Regions from separate parts of the Mus musculus genome. Here all the other regions are linked to region 2. A link is a contact called in public HiChIP or PLAC-seq and promoter capture Hi-C data. All regions are on one chromosome and are shown on one strand. The core of a region is the stretch at or near the end of the contact, and the rest is flanking DNA. Distances in the headings are between cores, read along the strand shown. Region 1 holds the start of Kdm1a (lysine (K)-specific demethylase 1A). Region 2 holds the start of E2f2 (E2F transcription factor 2). Region 3 holds the start of Ifnlr1 (interferon lambda receptor 1).

The links. HiChIP or PLAC-seq counts read pairs in DNA pulled down with a chosen protein or histone mark. Capture Hi-C pulls out chosen DNA fragments and counts their contacts.
Region 1: an H3K27ac HiChIP or PLAC-seq map of embryonic stem cells shows a contact between it and region 2, with 6 times the contacts expected there. The contact joins the promoter of Kdm1a here to the promoter of E2f2 in region 2. A contact is called at or near these places in 7 of 39 promoter capture datasets (the 3T3-L1 cell line, 3T3-L1-derived adipocytes, the C10 cell line and 3 more), 1 of 15 datasets of contacts at CTCF or cohesin (large pre-B cells), 2 of 484 Hi-C or Micro-C datasets (adipose-derived mesenchymal stem cells and embryonic stem cells), 9 of 115 datasets of contacts at active chromatin or transcription factors (embryonic midbrain, embryonic stem cells, memory CD8 T cells and 3 more) and 3 of 9 other capture datasets (adipose tissue, liver and macrophages).
Region 3: a promoter capture Hi-C map of pancreatic islet shows a contact between it and region 2. The contact joins the promoter of Ifnlr1 here to the promoter of E2f2 in region 2. A contact is called at or near these places in 1 of 39 promoter capture datasets (embryonic stem cells), 1 of 115 datasets of contacts at active chromatin or transcription factors (pancreatic cancer cells) and 1 of 9 other capture datasets (pancreatic islet).

What each region holds. Positions count from the first base shown.
Region 1 is chr4:136,601,459-136,604,158 of GRCm38.p6, forward strand. It overlaps Kdm1a (lysine (K)-specific demethylase 1A), which reads right to left and starts at 1,265. Exons shown (of 20, transcript NM_001347221.1): 1 at 774-1,265. The coding sequence starts at 1,127.
Region 2 is chr4:136,170,948-136,173,660 of GRCm38.p6, forward strand. It overlaps E2f2 (E2F transcription factor 2), which reads left to right and starts at 1,327. Exons shown (of 7, transcript NM_177733.7): 1 at 1,327-2,091. The coding sequence starts at 1,834.
Region 3 is chr4:135,685,192-135,687,891 of GRCm38.p6, forward strand. It overlaps Ifnlr1 (interferon lambda receptor 1), which reads left to right and starts at 1,266. Exons shown (of 7, transcript NM_174851.3): 1 at 1,266-1,408. The coding sequence starts at 1,351.

The DNA of each region.
Region 1 (2,700 bases), core at 15-2,514, 430 kb after region 2:
GTTTGTTTCAATATCGAATTACACCTTGTCAAAACACCAAACTCTGAAACTGCAAACCTCTTTTTACTCATTCTTAAAATGAAGCTAACAATACCAGTCCAGTGGTGTTTGGGAAAACGAAAAACGCTGGCCCTGTGCCAAATGCACCATCTGGCATACTGGGGTGTGAGACAGAGGTTATCTGTGGATAGTGTTGGATTTGATGCCAAATCTTTATCTTTATATTCGCCCCGTGTCCAACTGGTATTCTTCATTCGCTTCCACAATTTGAAAAAGTCTACCCGGGCCCCAAGAAAGCGCTGGCCTCCAGGCCTGACAACCTCAGTTCGATTCCTTAGCATGGCGGAAAGACAGGAAGGACTCAGGCGAGCTATCCTATGACCCCAACTCGCACACGCACAATAAACGATTGGTTTTTGTATATTTTATTATTTTATCTTTAAAAAAAAGAAAGAAAGAAATAAGAGTCTACGCGTACCTGGCGTACAGCAAGACCTTTCAAAAACAAAGAAAAAGTCTCTTTCTTTTCATGCAGCTTGACTCTTAGAGCATCACACCCATCTCCCCGGTGTACACAACCCAGAAGCCGTCCGCCGTCCGCACACATCAGACACACAGGTAGACAAACGCGTCGGGAAGCCATCTTTCCCAGTCAGACCATCAGGGTCACACCCTCCAGCGCCCGATACACCGGGTCCCCGCACAAAGGCCGGGCCTCCCCTCCCCCGGCCCCACTCCGGTCCCCGGGACCAGCGGTTCGATCACGGCCTCACCTTGGCCCGCTTGCGCCGGCTGGTCCGTCGGCCCTCCGGGGTCTCGGCTATTCCGGTCTCCATGGGCGTCGCGGAGCCGGGCCCGGCTGTGGGCCCCGCCTGGGGCCCAGCAGACCCCGGCGGCTCGGCTAGGCCCCCGGGCGGCGAGGCCCGCGGAGGCTCCTTCTTTCGGGGAGTGCGCTCGCCCGCCGCCCCCGTAGCCATGTCGGTGGGGCCCGTCAGGCCCGCGGGCGGCGCGGCCACCTCAGAGCCGTTCTCGGCACCGCCCGCCGCCCCGGACCCGGCCTCGGTCCCAGCAGCCGCCGCCGCCGCCGCTGCCGCTGCCGCCGCCGCCGCCTTCTTCCCAGACAACATCTCGGGCCGCCTGGCCGCCGCGGGCCGCAGGGGCCGATCGGTCTGCCGCTCCGTGGGTCCGCAGCCGCCTCGCGCCTCTCCGCCCCGCACCTCTCACGCTCCGTGCGAAGCCAAACACCCCCGCGTGCGCACGCGCCCTGCGCGCTCCCGCCGCACCAGGACAAAAAAGCAGCCGCTTGTCCCCGGCTCAAGACCAGAGAGCGACGTCCTGGAGGCTAGAGCGGCGCCGCAGCTCCGATCGCGAGGCTGACCTAGAGCGCCCCCTGCGATTGGGAGTGCGACCCAGCATATCCGCCTGACTTCGGGTTCTGAGCCCGACCGTTTTCATCAAGGACTCTCAATATTCACCCCATACACTAGTCACTTCAACTAATAACATTCACTCTCCCTGCAGGACAAGGGGTGGATTATGGAATTCCGGCTTTCAGAGGGCTTACTACCTAATTGAGACAGGGGAACACTCTGAAGTACAACTTAATTAATGATCACTTAATTATCCTGTGCTCTGTAACTCAACCTTTAGAGCACTGGCCCAGAATGTATATGGCCCCGAGTTATCCCTAGAGCTAGGGAAACTAGCTTCATAATGGCCCTGCTTGGACTGTGGGGAAATAAAGAGTGCACGAATTTCCACGGTAATAAAATAGAGAGAAATGAGGAATTTCTGGTTTGAGTCAAAGTGGACTCGCTCTTGCCTCCAAGCCGTGTTTATTTTCTTTCTTGAGGCTGCACATGCTCGCCACCATGCCTCCTCCTCCATGCCTCTCATCTCCAGGCGCATAACACTTCTTCAACCTAGGTCAGTTCTTTCTTTTCTTTTTTTCTTTTTTGGGGAGGGGGGTGGGGGATTGGTTTTTCCGAGACAGGGTTTCTCTGTATAGCCCAGCCTGTCCTGGAACTCACTTTGTAGGCCAGACTGGCCTCTAACTCAGAAATCCACCTGCCTCTGCCTCTGCCTCCCAAGTGCTGAGATTAAAGGCATGTGCCACCACTGCCCGGCTTGGTCAGTTCTTTCTAATGTTGTGAATGTGGGTGTTTTATTCATGAGATGTTGAGATGTATAGGATGTTGGGGGGCTATGAGATATTCACCAGAGAAGAATGCAGGCATGGGTTTAAGCCAATAGAAAGTATTTACTTGGGGCCTGGGGAGATGGGGGGCTGGAGAGATGGCTCAGTGGTTAAGAGAAGTGACTGCTCTTTCAGAGGTCCTGAGTTCAATTCCCAGCAACTACATGGTGGCTCACAACCATCTGTAATGGGATCTGATGCCCTCTTCCGGTGTGTCTGAAGACAGCTACAGTGTACTTAGAAATAATAAATAAAACTTTTTTAAAAGCTTCAGTTAGCCAGAAGCAGAACTACAGAAGCCAAAAAGCAAGGTCAGTCCATTTCCCAAAACTACGGACTTAAATGGATTAAGCCTTTGTTTTAGTTTTGGCAGGTGGTACTGTCTATGTGTTAAGTTTTACAGCTTAAATGGTATTTCCACCATTGAGTTAACTGTGGTAAGATCTTTCAGCCTACTAAGATTTGGGGCCCTGTTACAGGGTTTTGCTGGTTTGTTTAATTCT
Region 2 (2,713 bases), core at 77-2,576:
AAGCTCTGTGCCGAAGGCTTTGCATATACTGTGCCATGAGATTTCTCTGTGACTCCGACATAAGGAATGAGAGAGAGAGAGAAAAAAAAAAAAGACCCAGAGAATGGAGAAGAAATCTTGTCAAACAGCTTTCACAAAAGGGTTAGGGGACTGGATGTGAATTAAGAATGTCGAAGAGAAAGCCTGGGCTACCTGGTTTGTGATGATCTGATCAGGTCTTAACACGGGGACTCAGCCCACCCCCCCTCCTGTTGTGGTAAAATAATTGTTTAGGCCGGTCAATGGTGGCGCACGCCTTTAACCCCAGTGCTTGGAAGGCAGAGGCAGGTGGATTTCTGAGTTTGAGGCCAGCCTGGTCTACAAAGTGAGTTCCAGGACAGCCAGGGCTACACCGAGAAACCCTGTCTCACAAAAACAAAAACAAAAACAAAAACAAACAAACAAAAATTTGTGTAGAAGAAACCTGGAGGTGTTTGATTCAGGAAGGAAGAGTGCTGGGTCCTGTTGGGGAAAATGACCTGACAAACTCTGGACCCTCACCCACGCTGTGCCTGTCAAGGGCGGGGCAGAGTTTGGGAGAGTGGAAAGGAGCTCTTTACTAGAACAAAGACTCCCGACCTGGACTGTCCTACATTTGACTGCCAATTCTCAGATCAGCGAATCTGTGAATGACCCGAGGCACAATATCCCGCCCCTCCGACTCCCTGGTCTTACCCATCCCACTTCTCCGGATTGATGGGATAAATTAAACAACATAACATATATAATGGTCTAATCTTAGTGTACTGTACGGGCGTACAGTAGGCGCTCAATAGAGGTTAGTTTTTTTCCTGAAGAAAAACATAAAAGGGAGGCGCCACCCTTCCCTGCCCCTCTGCCAATTAAAGCCTGGAGGAACAGGTTCCTGGGTTTCATTTGAAGAGAAAGAGGACATATTGGTTATATTAATTAATATATTAATAAATGATTTAACCTAACTAAGCAACAAAGCGAAAACAAAAGGTTTTGTGGCCAGGGAAATGCACTTGAGGGTCAAGACTCAGGTCCCGACTCTGACTCTCTTTCAATGTTTGGCCCCACCCCCAAGGAAAAGAGGTCCGCTCCTCAGCGCTCTTCGCTGTACTGTTGGTCCTTATGCTGGGTGTTCCAGATGCACCTCCTGCCTCAGTTTCGCCTACTGTTACAAGAGGACGCTGAAGTCAGCAGATGTCGCGGCCCCTTTAAGCCACTAAGCTCCTGTCGTAATCGCTGTTTCTTAGACTAAGCCTTTCCGGGGGTGGGTGGGTGGGAGGAGCCTATATATATTGTAGCAGCCAATCGAGGCGCGGCATTTTCCGCGGGAGATCCGAATTTGGCGGCATATAGTTTGGCGCTAAAAAAAAAAAAAAAGAAAAAAAAAAGAAAAAGAAAGAAAAAAGAAGAAAGAAAAGAAAAAGGAGTCCAAGCAAGGGACGGGAACTAGAGGGGTGAACGCAGAGCTCAGCAGGGCGCACAGGACACCCTTCGCGGGTCAGAGCACACGAGTGTCCGCGGGGTCCGTGGGCATTCCGGGACGCTTTCACGCACGGGCGCGACTCCGGACGCCCAGATATTCGGGGCACGAGCCGGACCGGGCCAACTCCTGGCAGTGCCACCTGTGCCACGCGATCTCCGAGTGGCGATCTCCGAGCTCGGCAGCGCTGGGCGGCGGGCCAGGAGGGGAGGGTCCGGCCTTGCCCGGCGGGCGTCCATTGGCGGCTGCTCCCGGCGTCCGCGGTGCAGCCGGCTGCAAAGCCCGCAGGTGCCCCGCGCGCGCGCGCCAGACCCGAGTGGGTAGGGGGCGCCGCACTCGCCATGCTGCGCGCGCCGCGGACCCTGGCTCCGGCCACGGCGCAACCTACAAAGAGCTTGCCGGCGCTGAACCCCACCGAGCTGTGGCCTTCGGGTCTGAGCAGCCCCCAGCTCTGCCCGGCCACCACCGCCACCACCTACTACACTTCGCTTTACACGCAGACGGTGCCTTCCTCTGTGGCGCTGGGCACCTGCCTCGACGCCACTCCCCACGGACCCGAGGGCCAAATTGTGCGATGTGCACCCGCAGGCCGGCTGCCGGTAATGCTGGGGGACCCCCTGTACTTCCCGTATACGTGTCTGGGTGGGGAAAAAGGAGAGAGGGTGCTTGGGACGCCCTACGGCTTGATTACAGCTGGTTGAGGTGGGGAAGCGGGACTGGCAGTAGAGAGAACCCTTTCATTTTCCGACTCCGTGAAGTAATCTCGCCTGCTGTCGCGGACTGCAATGAGCACTGGTCAGGGGAGCCTGGAGACCTAGCCCAGTGCCCCTAGCGCCTGCGTGACCTTGAGGAAGCTTCCAAGGCATCGACGATGCTTAAGTTCATTCATTCTTTCATTGTTTACGCCAGAACCAACACCTGCTTTTTCAGGCCAGGGGCTTGGCCTGTGGGATTTCCTGGTGACTTTAAATCCGCATAGGTCTCCCAGGTCTCTGGTCCAGCCTGGTATCTGGACCAGAGTTGTCTAGCCAGCTCCTTCTCAAGTGTTGTCCTCAGGTCCTCCCCACAGCCTGCTCATCGTCCGAAATAGCCAGTAGCAATGCAAATGTAGTCCGTCTCTTGGGTTTCCTGTTCAGATGGACTGTGACCTCGCGAGTGAGAGATGTGTTGTCAGGGAAGGCCTGGTGTGGTGGCGTTTGGGCTGTAGTACAGGGTTTGTGG
Region 3 (2,700 bases), core at 16-2,515, 490 kb before region 2:
GTACAGGACACAAACCTTTCCTTTTCTGATATGTGAGCTTACAGGCGGGCAGACTACCTGTAACTTTCAACCCTAGAACACACTGACAATACCTAGAGAAGCAGACACCAGCTGCTAGGCAGAGGAAAAAGGGGCCTAGAGCCCCTCCACCATCTCTGACGAGCCCTAAACACACCTTATACTGAAAATGGATCATAATGATTGATTTCTTACATAGCCAAGGTTAACCTTGAACTCCTGGTCCCCCAACCTCTATCAACCCAGGGCTGGGATTGCAGGTGTGTACCTTAAAAAGCTCATAATTTTAGGATGTGTTTTTGTGCTTCTCGAATGTAGTTTAAAAAATCCCAGACACCTCTTGTTGTGCTGGGCCTGAACAGAGCAGAGTTTAAAAAAAAAATCAAATCAAAATAACTCGAGTTAAAGTTGGGTCCCCAGACAGAAACTAAGCTGTCTATTGAATCCCCCAGGAGATCAAGAGAAACCTGAGCTAATGGCCTGCTTTCCAAAAGTCCAGCTTTTGTTCTTTTTCTATCTTGTATGTATTCTGCAACAATTCCATAGAGATATCAATGTACCTATGTGGTATCCACCCCAACTCCCCATTCGCACTCCGTGCAGGCAAAATGCAGAAGATGAAGTCCATAACCCTTAATCCTTACACACAAAAGGACACACACACACACACACACACACACACACACACACACACACACACGTTGTTGTCCTAGCCTTGTCCCGACTCTACCTATAAGGAGAGTAATTTAGAAAGATCCCGCTTCCCCTTCCGTGGTTTCGCAGGTTTCTGGTTTCGGCCCTTCTGTTTACAAAACCAGCGTTTCCCACTTGGCTAGTTAGAATGGTTTGTGTGGTGGAATGAAGTGTCCCCTGCTCCAGGATAGAAAACAAAGCCTGAAGCGATGTCCTTTCTGGTTAGTAGCGACACAGACCGCGTTGCAGCTTAGGACAGCCTCCTCCAAGCTTTTACCGCGATGTAGGCGGGGAGTAACAAGCCTGCCGGGAATTCCTGCAGAAACTCAGTAAGAAACTCGCAAGACAGGCTGGGTGCCATCCCCCGCTCCGCCTGCAAAACGGGAGTCTTGCCAGTCTCCTCGAACTCTACCCTAGGTGCTATTTACTCCTCAACGGAACCCCAGAACTGGATTTCTTGTCTGATTTTTAAAAAATGTTACTGAGAGCCCCGCCCCCACCCACGGCAGGCGACGCGGGGCAGCCCTAGGTGAATCCCCACCGGTGGCACCGCCGGAGGCTCCTCCTCCCTGGGCCGCCGCCCTTGTCACCTGCCGCCCAGGGGCCTTGCGGCGGGCGGCGGGGACCCCAGGGACCGAAATGTGGCGGGCCGACCGGTGGGCGCCCCTACTCCTGTTCCTGTTGCAGAGCGCCCTAGGTAAGTACGGACCGCGGGGACCGCGGGGACCGCGAAGATGTGCCACCCACCCGAGGTCCCGAGAGGGGACTTGGTGCTGGGCCTCAGGGATTCTGTACACTTGCCGCGGGTTTGCTTGGTCCCAGAGTGAAACAATCCTGAGCTTGGACGGCCTTTTCTGGACGAAAGGATCCCGGTTTCCTTATTCCAGGCAGGGCCGGGAGTTCCAGGCACAGACACCGGAAAGCGTTGACTGTATTTGTTGACCGAATCCCAGAGTGCATACCTGATTGACACTTTTAATAGGGGACATACAGGAGCTGCCGGGATCCAGCTCTGGTTGATCTGGTCCCTGCTAGGAGACTCTTTAACGGGGCATTTTCTCTCTTTGTCTTTCATCTGGTAAGACAGCGGGGCACAGAATACCCGAGGCCAGGACCCAAGCACCGAACCCCAATTTTCCACTCATCAACTTCCCCAGGGAGGAAGCCATGGGCATACTTCAGAGTCCTAGACGCAGTCAAAGGAGCAGGAAGGGTTCTTAGAGCCGATAAACAATCATAAACGTTCATATTATTTTTGGTTGCTTCTTTGTCCTGGCCACTGTGTTCTCCTTAAGGTTTTCAACCCAGCTGCTCTAAGTGGTAGACAGTCATCATTTTTAAGTGAGGGAAACTGAGGCTCAGAGCACTTCATAGGTTGCTTTAGAAGTACCCCAGAGGGGCACACACAGGGCAGAGGAATAAGGCTGAGCCCTAGGTTTGCCCATGACCAGTGCTGCCCCTGCCCTGAGCGAGCTCACAGCTCTGTAGCAGTGTTTTTGAGTTAACGAGGGTCTTGGGGGACACGGGATTATGTTCCATCCCTGACACAAACTGGTTTAGTTAACATTGATCTCTGAGCCGTGTCTCTTTGATGATGGCTGTGGGTAACACCTTGCCCCAAGGGGTAGTCTGTCCTGAGGACTGAATGACATTTTATACAGTGCTATACCAGTCCCTGGAACCCTTGAAGACTCTGTGAAGTGTGGCAACTCTGAACTGTGACTTTCCCCATGTGGCCAAGCTCAAACTTTGGGCCTGTCCTGCTCATGGATGGCTCACGGATGGCTTAAAACTAAGGGGCTTACATACAGAGTGGCCTCTTGCTAGACAAACTGGAAGCTGGGTTTAACTGCGGTGTCTCAATTATGCACCTTCAGGGCACAGGACAGGAGAGAAAAAGACACCCACATCTGGGGTCAAAAATGAGGGGGCAGCCCTGGCGTGAGCTTGAGCTGAGAGAATCATGTAGACTTGGGCTTACCTTGCCTG